2 separate regions of the Sus scrofa genome follow, and region 2 is linked to region 1. A link is a contact called in public Hi-C data. All regions are on one chromosome and are shown on one strand. Each heading gives the region's core, a stretch centred on a gene start, on an enhancer-like site or on the middle of the called end of the contact. The rest is flanking DNA. Distances are from core to core; before and after follow the strand shown.

The links. A called contact is a pair of places that touch in the nucleus more often than the background predicts.
Region 2: a contact with region 1 is called in a Hi-C map of heart right ventricle, with 1.9 times the contacts expected there. The contact joins the promoter of LOC100737051 here to the promoter of HDHD5 in region 1. A contact is called at or near these places in 3 of 47 Hi-C or Micro-C datasets (embryonic fibroblasts, heart right ventricle and mesenchymal stem cells).

The regions. Positions count from the first base shown.
Region 1 is chr5:69,510,746-69,514,733 of Sscrofa11.1, forward strand. HDHD5 (cat eye syndrome critical region protein 5) reads right to left here and starts at 1,814. Exons shown (of 10, transcript XM_021092501.1): 1 at 1,691-1,814. The coding sequence starts at 1,813.
Region 2 is chr5:69,620,143-69,624,130 of Sscrofa11.1, forward strand. LOC100737051 (cat eye syndrome critical region protein 2) reads left to right here and starts at 1,729. Exons shown (of 19, transcript XM_021092503.1): 1 at 1,729-1,993. The coding sequence starts at 1,868.

The DNA of each region.
Region 1 (3,988 bases), core at 564-3,063:
GCAAAGGCGCATCGGATGCAGCGACTCCACACTCCATGAGATGCTTCACAGAAGGGACGCGGGGAGGGATGTACAGGTGTGACTTCTCTACACTTGCTGCTCGGCTTTCTGAAAACTTAAAACTGGTCTAAAAAAAGTCTATTAATTTTTGTTTAAGTGAAGTTACCTAGAGAAAAGGAAATAAGAATTTTCATTCTCTTTTCATTTTTCGTTTTATTTTTTTCTGCATCTATATTCTCATTTTTCTTCTTTATCACTTCAAGTTTTTTGTAACTTGTCCTGGGTATTAAGCCAGCTCTGAGTTAAGTCCATATATGTGGAGTTTCTGTTATGGCTCAGTGGTAACAAAATTGACTAGTGTCCATGAGGCCTCAAGTTCAATCCCTGGCCCCGCTAAGTGGGTTGGGGATCTGGCGTTGCTGTAAGCTGTGGTGTAGGTGGAAGACTCAGCTCAGATATGGTGTTGTGGCTGTGGCATTGGCAGCAGCTCCAATTCCACTCCTAGTCTAGGAACTTCCATATGTCTCAGGTTCGGGCCTAAAAAGACAAAGGGGAAAAAAAGTCCATATTTGTGGTAGTGATAAAACGTGTGGTTTTCTACTACATATAAAATAGATAAACAAGGTCCTACTGTATGGCACAGGGAACTATGTTCAATATCTTGTAATAATCTATAAAGGAAAATATTCTTAAATAGTATACATATATTTTATATATATAATATATGTATAACTGAATCACTTTGCTGTACACCAGAAAGCAACACAACACTGTAAATAAACTATACTTTTAAAAAGCATGGCAGAGGGGAGATCCCTTTGTGGTGCAAAAGAAACGAACAGGTTCAATCCCTGGCCTCCCTCAGTGGGTGAAGGATCCCGCCTTGCCTGAGCTGTGGTGTAGGTCACAGACGCAGCTCAGCTCCTCCATAGCTATGGCTGTGGTGTAGGCCAGCGGCTGTAGCTGATTCGAACTCTGGCCTGGGAACCTCCATATGCCACTTGCGCAGCCCTAAAAAAAATAAAATAAAATAGATTAAATAAAAAGCATGGTTTTAAGATTAATTTGGGGAGTCCCCTGGGGGCCGTACCCTCGACCCTTGACCACGTTTGAACTGGGCGGATCCACTTATAGGGGGGATTTATTTCAACAAATATACATTCAGCCCCCACAGCTGTGGGCTCCTCACACGTGGATCCAACCAACTGGTGATCGTAAACTTCACAAGCCATGGCTGTTGGTGGATGGGGGATCCGCGGATGCCAGGCGTCTGTGGGACGCCAGCACCTTCAGGTCTAGGAGTCCTCCACGGACAGCGAGGGAGGGCGGAAATCGGCCTTAAGTCACACAGGTAGTAAACCGCCGGGCAGGTGCGCATCCCCTTCTTCCACCCTCCCACTCTCACCCTTGGAGAGTCGGGAACTGTGAGAACCCGCGGGCCGGGGCCGCGGTCTTCTGCACGTTCCGACTGGCGGGTCACCGAGGCCCGCGTGCCCAGGTCCGGCCCCGCGAGTGACAGAGTCACGCGGTGCCCCGGGCGGCGGCTACGCGGCGGGGACCAAAGGACGTGACGTCACTACACGCGGACACTGCGGGGACGGTGGGAGTGATGTCCTGGAGGCCGGACATCAGAGCACGGTCCACGAGGCCACAGGGCCTCCTGCCCTGCCCGCCCGCCCGCCGCCCTCACCTGCGCGCCGCCGCTCGCCAAATGGCGGCCCCCGAGCCCCGCGGCCCCGCGCGCCGCCCCGCAAGCCGCCCGCCACCACAGCCCGGGCGCCCGCCGCGCCACCACCTCGCCGAACGCAGCCATGGGCCGCCACCTGCGCGCACCGCGCACGCCCGGCCCGCCGCGCGGCCAATCATCGGCCAGTGGCGCCTGGGGCACCTGGGAGCTGTAGTCCCATCCAGTATTGGGGGCGGGAAGGGGGCGGGGGTGCTCGCAGGGCATCTCGGGAGCTGTAGTCCCGCTTCGGTCTCTGCCTTACGCGTGTGGGCGTGGTCGTATAACTGGAAGTTTATACCCTTTAACTTTCTCACACTTTTAACCAACTCCTAACCCTCATATCTGGCAGCCACCACTCTTTCTCCTGTTTTCTGGATCTATGAGCTTGGTTATTTTGTTTCTTAGAGTCCGCATGTAAGTGACCTCATACAGTATTTGTTTTCTCTGACTTACTTCATTAAACATAATAACCTAAAGGGCCATCCATCCACGTTGATGCTAAATGCAGCATTTCCTTCTTTTTTGTGGCTGAATAATATTCCATTATATATGTATGTATATGTATACATACATATATAACGTATATATATGTGCGTGTGTGTGTGTGTGTGTGTGTATCTCTTCGTCCATTTATCTTTTTTTTTTCTTGGTAAGAGAGGAGGTAATTTATTGTAATGTGTTACGTTCAGCCACAACTGGGAACAGAACTAGTCCAGAATGTCACAGGTCCAGGACAAAATACTAAAAGGGATCATTTTGCTGTGAGCAAGGTGGGTCTCAAAGTGGCCGAGGGGCTCAGAATGGTGAAAAGTTGTTCTGGATCCACTGAGACAAGTTCTAGACAGAAGGCATGCAGCCCAACAAATTGTACCAGCGTCCCTGGCCTCTGGGCTTTCCTTGTTTCTGCTCCTGCGGCTTCTGCAGATGTACAAGTTTACTCGGACCTCTGCCTCCTCTTTGTTCTTTTGTGCTGCAGCCTCGCATTCGCTTCTTCCTGCACTTTGCTGTCATGGCACAGAGGTTTCTCAGAAGATGGCACTAAGGCCAAGAGCCCATTTATCTATTGATGGATGCTTAGTTTGCTCCCACATCCTGGCTCTTGTAAATGGTGCTGCTATGAACATTGGGTTGCATGTATCTTTTTAAGTTAATGTTTTCATTTTCTTTGGACAAATATCCAGAAGTGGGATTACTGAATTGTACATTAGTTTTATTTTAAATTTTTCTGAGGAATCTCCATACTTTTTTTCACAGCGGCTATACCAGTTTACATTCCCACCAACAGCACACAAAAGTTCTCTGTTCCCCACCAACACTTGCTACTCTTTTTGTAACAGCCAGGGAGAGTGTTATTAAAGAGGGAGAGTTGGGAGTTCCCGTCATGGCACAGTGGTTAACGAATCCGACTAGGAACCATGAGGTTGCAGGTTTGATCCCTGGCCTCGATCAGTGGGTTAAGGATCCGGTGTTGCCGTGAGCTGTGGGGTAGGTTGCAGGCTCGGCTTGGATCCCGCGTTGCTGTGGCTCTGGTATAGGCCGGCAGCTACAGCTCAGGTTCGACCCCTAACCTGGGAACCTCCATATGCTGTGGGCGCGGCCCTAGAAAAGACAAAAAAAAAAAAAAAAAAAAAAAAAAGGAGAGTTGGAGGCACTAGCAGACTATGGCAGGAGCAGAGTAAAGGCCTGGTGGGGGGGGTGGCGCTGAGGGCTCAGAACTTAGTTCCCACCAGAGCTCCCAGCACAAGGTCAGTGCTCTCCTCTGTGTTCCCAGGCCCACCTGTCTCCCCTGCTTGGAAAAGTCAGGCAGAGGACGGGGCCGTGTTAATCCTGGGCTGAGGGTAGTTTGATTCCTGGATGGTCTTGCTTCCCTGGGCCCCATGCAGCAGTGGGGTCCAGTGGGAGAGGGTGGAAGGGTGATTGCTGCCCCCCGGGCCTGTCTATGAGTTCCACAAATTTCTTCCATAAGTAGATGAACTCAGGGAGCCGCCTGGTCACACTGACGAGTCCCCATCACAGCCCCGTTCCTGCTCAGATGCTCCCAGCTCCCCTGACCACCAGTGTGTCTTGTCGTTGCCATGTCCTCCTGTCCCTTCCCGTGTCCATCCTCACCACCCGCACCAGGACGCCAGCCAAGAGAGGCAGGTGGCCTGGGCATGGGAGGCTTGGCCGTCTTGAGGGCCGAGCTGTCCTCTCCAGGCCCGGAGACTTGGGAAGTGGGAACAGCGCAGCCTGGCAAACCACCCCATCCCCTCTGCCTGCGCT
Region 2 (3,988 bases), core at 479-2,978, 110 kb after region 1:
GGAACACGATACCCACAGCTGGTGTTTAGAGGATGAGGAATGGGCCAGGATGGAAAGGCAGTAAGTAGGGAGAAGAGGCCAGTGTCCAACACGGAGGCACAGGGGGCAGTGATCCAGGTTAGGCCAAAGTCAGTCCAGAAAACAGATTTGAGGCAGTTAAGTCTTGGGGGGAAGGTGGGACAAATGTTCAGCTTCAGGGTATCAATTCCAGCAGAGGCAGGGTGGGTGCAGATGCCAGGCTTTACCTGGAGCCCAAAGGCAGGGAACCCAGAGGCCACACCTTTAGCCCCAGAAGACACAAAACATGTCTGGAGGGACAGGACTGGTTCTGGCTGGTGTGAGAGCGGGCCAGTCAAGAGCACAGGGGACCAGAGTTAGAGGAGAGAGAGAAACATGTATAGAGCTGTGTGCCGTCCACGTGGACACTGACAGGTGACCCTCATAAGAAAAAGGCGGCAGGAGGAAAGAATGCTGAGGAAGGGGCAGGAGGCAGCCAGCCTCCCCACCACTGAGGATCCCCAGCTCCAGGACAGCTTGGCTGGTGTCCAGGACTGGGCAATGGTGTGGGGAGGGCAGCCTTCATGCAAGCATGCCAGGGTAACCAAATCTGGTCCTAGTATGTGACATTCTAGGAGCTGTTACTTCCAGCCTGGCAGTCCTGACCCCTGGGAGGCAGGTAAGAAGGTTAATCAGCAGTAAAGGATAAAGGGCAGAATGAGGAGACAGAGGAGAACCAGGAAAAGGTGGGGAAAGCAGAGGCAGGATGTCATGGATTAGAAACAAATGTGAAGTGAAGCAGGAACCCTTGCACAAAAGAGAGGGAAAAGCATGCAAAGTCAGTCTGATCTGTGGGCAAAGGAAGAGAGTCGGGGACAAAAACGGCGAATTCAGGGCATGTGATTAATTCCACAGTGCGCACAGGTCTTCCACCAACAGGGCATCTACAGGAGAGCTGGGCCTTATCAACACAAAAATGCAGCCTCTGCTGTTTTGGGGGTATTTAGATATGTGCTCATTTTTGTCAATGATCAGAACACACGGTAGAATTTAAGGATGAATTTTAAATCGTTCAATGGTTCCAGGTAATAAAAGAGCAGAACTGCCCAAGTTTTGTGCTGTTTCGGTGCCAGGGCGGTTGGGGGAAGGCGGTGCGAGCCTGTGTTGGATGGACGAAATATTCTGACGCATGAAAGATACACGTAAATATACATTTTCTTTAAGAATCCGGGTTTTTAATAAGTGCTGTCTTATAAAAACAGAACAGGTTACTAGAAAGACGAGAATAAAGTGAGGAAGAGAATGACCCAGAGGAGCGCTCCAAAACATCCCGGCTAAGCGTCCCGGGCTGGTCCCGGTGACGGCCGCGCCGGAGAGGGGAGCGCGGGCGCCCAGCAGCCCCCAGGCCGGCCGGACCAGCGCCCGAGAGCCTGGGTTGTAGCCCACCCGGGAGGGGCAGGTGGCCCCCACTCAGCGGGGGTGCGGGTCCACCCCACGCCCGCAGCCCCACGTGCGCTCAGCCCCGCGAGGCGCCGCCCGCCTCTCGGGGCGCGACCACCCGCCACGTGGGGGCGGGGCCCGGCGGGGGCGGGGCGGTGTTCGCCCCGCGGCCCCTCCCCCCGGCCCTCGGGCGCCCCTCCCCCGCCCCGCGCGGCCCGCGGGCGGGGGCGGGGGCGGGGTTGTTGTTGTGCCGAGGCCCCGCCCCTGCCCGCCCCCGGCCCATCTGTTCCCCGCGGGCCGCGGCGACATTGTGCGGGCTGGGCGGCCGGGCCGCGGCGCGATGGGCCCGGGGCAGCCGCCGCGGTAGCTCGGCCGGAGCGGCGCCGGGAGCAGGCGGGCGGCGGGCGCGGAGGCGGCGGCGCGGCCGGAGATGCGCCCCGAAGAGGGCGGCGCGGCGGCGCTGGGCGAGCTGCGCTCGTGGTGGGAAGTGCCGGCCATCGCTCACTTCTGCTCGCTCTTCCGCACGGCGTTCCGCCTGCCGGACTTCGAGATCGAGGTGCGCGGGCCGGGAGGGCGGGCGGGGCCGGGGCCGGGCTGAGGGGATCGGGCGACAGGGAAAGTTGGGCCGTTAGTCCCGGGCGTCCCCGCGAGCCCTGTGCGGAGTCGGCGGCCGGGGAGCGGGCGGCGGGCTTTGTGGGGCCGGGCGGGCGGGCGGGCGCCCCCGGCCGGCGCCGCGACCCCTCCCCCGGCCGCCTGGGCCCAGCGCGCGGCCGGCCGGTGCCCGCGGCTGCGGACAAAGGTGCGGGGCCCGGCGCGGCCGGCCGGGCGGAGCGCGTGGGTCAGGCGCCCGGGGAGGCGCGGCGGGCGGGGAGCGGGCGCGCCGGCGGCCACAATGCTGCGGCCCGGTGCGGGTGTGGGTACCGGCCGCACGCTTGTTCTCAAAGTTGGGACGCCACTCGGACGAGCACGGCTTCGACTAAACGAGCTGGCGGGGCGACGGTCCGCGGCGGCTCAGAGAAACGGGCGCAGAAATGAGAGATTTGGGAGTGTTGAAAGTCAAGACTTGATTCACAACTCTTCCGAAAATCCTGTTTCTTTTAGTTGGTAAAAGCACTCGGCACTTTAATTCTGCTGCTCAAAATGGTGGCTGCGGTGGGAGGTGTTGCTGGTGACAATGCCGTCGTGGTGCTGCTAAACTTGCCCCTACCCCATTTTCTCTCTGGGATGTAGTAAAACTGAGGTGCTGCTGAATCCCAGGTTTAGAGTTTAAGGACCCGTCTGAAAATCCTGTGGAAAAACTTCATCTTTCCAAATCCGTGTATTCGGATTTTGTTGATGGAAAAATAGAGGTAACTAATTTCGCTCTAAGTTGTACAGAAATCTAATCTATAAATCACTTCTTATGTTCTAAGAGATAAACTTGTGGTTTTAAGTATTAGCTGCTTTAATTCCTAAAGGAAATGTAATCTGATCTGAGAGGTCCAATTTGTACGTATAACTGAAATGAAAAATCGTTGTTGCAGGTGAATAATCAGGGCCACTTGAGATGACTATTCTCTCTTTTGATCTCAGCATTTCTTGGAATTGACACGTTTCTGGTTGTTAAAAGTGTGTACTATTTGAAGTATATACAACACGAATTAGTATTTGGAATCTAGCGTATGCATATTTTGATAATTATCCATATCTGTTTATATTTGGAGATGTTCAGTAGATGGGTAACTGATAGTGACTTTCACCATTGCAGTTCTTGTATAATCCTTTTCACATAGAGGTGTGTTTTGATGAATTTGAGGAATGCAGATTTTAACTTAAAGTCTTCAGTAATAATCAGAAAATTAAAATTTTGGAGTAATTTTTAGGCTTCTAGCAAATTTGACTCAGTGGCGCAGAACTCAGAACATTATCAGTTTTGATTCTTTAAGTACAAATAAATTTGTTGTATTTTTTTTGCTTAGGTGATTTTTTTAAAGTAATAGTTTATTGTCTTGACATTTTGAGAAACAGTCCCTTGGTTAGAGTTTATGATGCACTGGAAGGGCTTTCTTCAAAACAGCAAATGACACCAATATTGAGATGTGTCTATTGGGACAGCTGGAAAGGCCCTACATTCTTAATTTACTGCAATTTTAAAAGATAGAAACGAGAATAATACCAAGTGGTAGAAGTTGGATATCATCTTTTTTAGGAAACCAGTTTTCAGCTGTGGGAAAGAGCTCCTCTTACCCTTGACCACCAAGCTGAACCCGTGGATTTATAGAGAATTTAGGAAGCAGAATCTTCAAGGACTTGGCTTCTATTTATCTAAAGCAAGGCAATCTCTTAGATAGCTGAAGGGCTAGGAGGATTCATGCTGCAGTTCTGCAAGAGGTCAAGACCTCACACTTAGAGAATTGGCCCCCAAAGCATAGATATTTTTACTTTTGCAAGAACACCTTTTTACTCTGTTAGTCAACCTTGAAGACACAGGATTTCTTTAGAAGAGTCAATATACCTGATTCTTGTTTTTTAAGGTATGTTTAATTTGTATGTTGCTGCCCCCCAAATACGG